Linked DNA regions of Mus musculus: region 2 is linked to region 1. The links are chromatin contacts, called in public HiChIP or PLAC-seq maps. All regions are on one chromosome and are shown on one strand. The core of a region is the stretch at or near the end of the contact, and the rest is flanking DNA. Distances in the headings are between cores, read along the strand shown.

Region 1 (2,587 bases), core at 38-2,537:
TGAAAGACTCCAAGAGGAGCCCCTCGCTCAGGCCTCAGGACAATAGTGGACACCCAAGAACTCACGACAGACCTGACAGACCGAGCTTGTTGCAAACCACATGAGGCTTTATTCGGGAAAGCCAGAGCTCTGGGGACGACTCATATCCCACGCAGGGGTAGAGGAGTCGAGGGGAAAGAATTCCCAGTTTTTATAGGCCCTCAGGGGGGAAAGGAGAAGGGGGAGATTAGGGGATTTCCAGATCTAAACAATGTCTATTTTCAAGAAATGGGTATGGGAGGGGTACAAGGAAAGAGTCTAATGAAGGTGCAGCAATGGGCACACACCTGGTCAGAACATTGGCAGACACACAGGTTCAAGGAGTGGCCAGATCATTGTGCACCTCTATTTTTCTAAATCAGCGAAGCTAGTTCTGCTAACACTGACGTCTATCTTGCCAATTTCAGGGCTTCTGTGTCCTTTTACATTCTGCCAGGATCTTTCAAAAGCAGGATCTGCCTTTATATCAAGCACCGGGTGTGGGAAGTGGCTTCTTTCATCACATTCTTTCCTCCCGTCTTTTTAATAAAAGCACAGGTAGCTCAGGGCACTTGTGCAAGAAATGCATCCACAGCTGCTCTTACTGCTGAAAAATGCAGAGAGAATGAGATGCAGCTTCTCAGCCCAGAGAGAAAAAAAAGAGTCGCAACTAGCACCTTGGGAGATATTGCCAATTCCCAGCCTCTGAACTCAGACCTCGTCTTTACATGGGTTTCCACTAGTGCCCAAATGACAAGGAGGTGGAATCATTCCTCAGAACCCAATTCATGTCTTTTAGAATTGTGTGCTTGGAGACATCTATGTGAGCTGTGTGCCAATGGACACAGTTCTTTCTGGTATATCATTTGCTTCAGTCTTTTCATAGCAAATGCTTTGTTTAAGAACCCTCCTAGGTACTCCTTCAGGTGGCCTGACAGAAGTGAACCCTAGATAATAACTCAAATCTATTCAATTGTCAGAGTGGGAAAACCAAAGTCCTTCCAGAGTGGAGCTTAGATTGGGTTTATTTCAGTCTAAGCCTGTAGAGTACTGCACCCTCACTGCAAGCAACCATTGTCCCTTATGCATGAAGCACAATGTATTGTACATGGTAGGCATTAACTAAATATATATTTAATGAAACTGAATTTCCTAACACTGTCAGCAAAACTTGCATATTATAGGTGGGGATTTTCAGATACCTTCTTCTGTCTTGCCCAATAGGGCTCTTCAGATCTCTGAGCTTCAACCGCCTAACCACATCCTGTTGTGCTCAGGCGCTCACAGCCAAAGGCTTGCAAAAGCAGTTGATTGTACTGAAGTCTACAGTGATAAGTGATTACCGATGATAACATTCTATAGTTGGCCTCCTGAGTATGAGAGTTATTGCCTCTGATGTTTAGAAGGTAGATGTGAGCTGGAGTCTCTTTCAGGACTGTAGAGAGGAACATATCCCCTAGGTAGCATTCCTCAAAAATGGATCAATTCAAAATGGCCTCTCATTTTGAGTCAAGATATTTGATACCTAAGAGTATTCCTACTAGAAGGACACAGTATGGACAGAAAATTAAGCTTAGGTGGTAAAATACTTGCCTAGCATGTACGAAGGAAGTCCTGGGCTTGATCCCTAGCACCAAATAAAACCTGGTGTGGTATCACATACCTCAGATCCCGGTATAGGAAGGATCAGGAGTTCAAGGTCATCCCAATTACATAGGAAGTACAAGGCCAGCCTGAGCTACCTGAGAGCCTGTCTCAAAACTAACAAAGTATGATAATTAGTTCTATTATCAACTTGTCACAATTTAGAATCACCAGAGAAGAGACTGAGCAGGGGATTATCTACATCAGTTTGGCTTGTTACAGTATAATTGAACCTGTTTCTAGTTAGGGTGTGACTCGCCTTAAGCACACCTCTTTATTCCCTCTGGCCAGAATACAGACACAACATTGGTACTCACCTTTAATCCCAAACAATGAAGGTAAAGTTATTTTGTAGACGGAAGCAGCCATGTTTGAAAGTGATGTCTAATTGAGTAGCAGACAAAGTGACAAAAATCAGAGAAAGATCTGACAGAATAGGATATGTCCAACTCTCCTGAGGAGAGGAAAGGAAAACTACTCAAGGAAGAGACAGACAGCATAGGAAGAAGAGAGTACAATACAGGATACAGTAGAGTTCCTGGAGAGGAGGACAATTGAGTTGAGAGGGAGAGTGGAGCAGCACAGAGAAGGAGAAGGAGGCAGTTTTACCAGGAGAGTTTTACAGAGACAGATGGAAGAGAGAACAAGCTAGACACAGGCAGACAGAACAAGCAAGAGAATGAGAAGGAGCCAGAAGATTAGAAGAGATTGTGAGAGTTAGTTGAGGCCAAGCAGAACAATTCAGAGGCTGAGAGAAAAACCAGATTGAATAAGTCAGGTGGGAGAGGAGTTCTCACCAGAGCAGCTGAGTCAAATCAGCCAGAGTTCAGAGAGAACAAAAGAGGGAAGGTGAGTTTATTTAGCAGTAAGTCTCAAAGACTGAAAACATTCTAGGCCTAGATTAAATTGTAAGGAGGCTAGAAGC
Region 2 (2,587 bases), core at 54-2,553, 1.1 Mb before region 1:
GTCCGGTCAGACTTGGACAGGAGTTTGTGCCTAGGACGGTGTATATAGTTAAGTGCTATACCACTGAGACTGCCCAGGTAGCTCCAGCCAGGCCTTTAAAGCTATTTAGAAGCCACCTTCCTAACTTGCCATTATCCATCCCAATATGCAAAAAGATGGATTTCCTGGAATGGCAGGACATGCCTTTAATCTTGGTAGGCTATGCATTTAGTTCCAGTGGTCCATAGGGAAAGGCAGCATCTCAGGTTCTACACCAGCACGGTCAACAGCTCTATGCCAGCACTGGCTGCATTTCAAGATCCTCACCCCAAAACAGAGCACACAAATGCACAGACCTTGCAATGGTAAATTAGGTCACTTGTGGTGGCAAATGACTGTAATTTTTGTCACTCAAGTGGCAGAAACAACACAGAATTCAAGATCCCGGTGATCTATATAGCAAGTTACAGGCCAGAGAAAGTGATGTAGAGAAACCCTGTCTCAAAACAAAACTCAAAATTTAATAAAGTCAGACCCAAGACTGCACACTATGAGATTCAATTCATACTATGTACAGCAGACTAGGCAATTCCAGGCAACACCGTGCCACTCGTGGATGGGTATGTGAGCTCTTTGAAGTAATAAAAGTATATTGCATGAGATAATAGTTGATGGTTGCATCTAAATCCCTACACAGCCTGATCTTCCAGCCTTCCTTTCTAAAGTACTGAGATGCCAGGACTGCAGCCCAATGCTGAGTTCTTTGATGTGTGTGTGTGTGCGCGTGCACCTCATTGTGGAGTGGAGGTTGAATTTTTAATTTTCAATTCTGCCCTCTCCTCCCCCAATGCTGGTGTTACTGCCTTCACGGCTGTGCTGGCTTCAGTGGCTTTGTGAAGGCACCCAAACCAATGAATTGTACACATTACCAGGTGTATTTTATATAACTATATGCAAGTTATATGACTGAGACTTGAGAGAAAGTCACGATGAGCAGTATTCTTCGTGTATCTTTCATGTAGAAGGCGAGGGGTTAATCAAGCTGCTTCAACTGCTCTCCCAGTTAATGGCGTCCTTTTCATAGCAGTACTTTTGGTAACTGAGTACCGTACCTCCAACCTTTCTAGCATTCTGGTTATTTCCCTGAAAAGGAACACTTGCCTCCCAAATCCTCGACTAAGTCGTTTACTTTCCGGAGAACAATCAAACAACGTTCCGTAACCAAGGGAGACGGAACGCCATGCCTTCCCAAAATGGCCGCCAGCGCGGACAGCCGGGCTGTCCATTGAAGTGGTATTTCGCACTTCCGGCACCGTCTCTTCCGGCGCTCGCGGCGGCTTCCCGGAAGTAATCGGTACACGTGCATTCGCTAAGGGATCTTGCAGCTATGGATGCTTTGGACAAAGTTCTGTAAGTGTGTGGGGCGCGATGGCGTGGGGGCGAGTCTCCCGTGACCTCCGACGCGGTCTTCCCGCTGTCGCTCTTTCCGGTCGTGCTTTGCTAGTGGTCCCTGGGAAGGAGTCGGCTCGGCCGATTCTCCGTCCCGAATCGCCGCTGGGGAAGCCGTGGTGGCAGACCGCGGGCGGTGGACTGGAGCGAGGGCGGACGCTGTGATCGGCTTATGACCTCGCCGCTGATAGATTCTGAGCTGTGAGAATGGTGGTGGCCTCGGAATCTGACAAGAACCAGGCGACAAACTGGACTCAAAGTTTTGTCACTCTGGGCATTTGAACAGCCCTAAATCAGTTTACCCTGTAAAAAATAGCTGTCACAACAGCCGTGTGTCATAGAACTGTAGAGAGCAGTGTTTGCCACAACAGGTACAAAATGGGAATTTTTCTTTTCCTTCCAACCTTGTACACTTCTGCATTTCCCTGAGTGATGGTTACGTTTGTTCAAAAAATACTTATTGAGTTCCCAAATGCTATTGCATTGGTTCTTACAGTTTTCTGCTACTTAAGTAAATATGTAGTGTAGACGACAGTTTCTTTTTAGTCATTAATGAATTTTGTGCACCTACTATGACTAACTAGTAAGGTGCTATTTATATTGATAACTGGTTAGTCAAATTGCATAAAGACACGGGCTGTAAAGTGTATAAAAACAGTGTGTGCCTTGATTTAACTCAATAAAATGTGTACATCTTTGACTGACTATTAAATGACTAACTTGGGTTTTTTTTTTTTTTGTTTGTTTGTTTTTTCGAGACGGGGTTTCTCTGTATAGCCCTGGCTATCCTGGAACTCACTCTGTAGACCAGGCTGGCCTTGAACTCAGAAATCTGCCTGCCTTTGCCTCCCAAGTGCTGGGATTAAAGGCATGTGTCACTACTGCTCAGCCTAACTTGGTTTTATACATGACATTTCATTGGAGGAGAATTTTTAAATTCTATGTGGGAAATTAAGGTGTATGCATATTTTGGGTTTTCTTTTATTTTTTTCTTTCTTTCCTCTCCCTTTCTCCTTCCTTTCCTTCCTCCCCTCCCTACCTCCCCTTTTCTTTCTCTCTCTCTTTCTCTCGCTCTCTTTTTGTCCCTCCTCCCTTCTTTTTTTTCTCTCTTTCTTCTTTCCCTACCTGTCCCAAGACTGGGAAATGGAGGGTTATTTTT

Evidence for each region. HiChIP or PLAC-seq counts read pairs in DNA pulled down with a chosen protein or histone mark.
Region 2: an H3K27ac HiChIP or PLAC-seq map of T-cell acute lymphoblastic leukemia shows a contact between it and region 1, with 5 times the contacts expected there. The contact joins the promoter of Rpf2 here to the enhancer-like site in region 1. A contact is called at or near these places in 2 of 39 promoter capture datasets (embryonic stem cells and hippocampal neurons) and 4 of 115 datasets of contacts at active chromatin or transcription factors (T-cell acute lymphoblastic leukemia, double positive thymocytes, epiblast stem cells and 1 more).

The regions. Positions count from the first base shown.
Region 1 is chr10:39,191,586-39,194,172 of GRCm38.p6, reverse strand. No RefSeq gene overlaps it. Among named protein-coding and RNA genes, the nearest start is that of Ccn6, 29 kb to the right of the region's middle. Within about 2 kb of position 1,287, at least 73 of the 459 cell types and tissues checked have an H3K27ac peak or open chromatin away from gene starts, as enhancers often do. A contact at or near this core is called in T-cell acute lymphoblastic leukemia and double positive thymocytes, where this site is marked.
Region 2 is chr10:40,245,755-40,248,341 of GRCm38.p6, reverse strand. It overlaps Rpf2 (ribosome production factor 2 homolog), which reads left to right and starts at 1,303. Exons shown (of 10, transcript NM_023323.3): 1 at 1,303-1,389. The coding sequence starts at 1,367. It overlaps Gtf3c6 (general transcription factor IIIC, polypeptide 6, alpha), which reads left to right. Exons shown (of 6, transcript NM_026113.5): 6 at 1-641.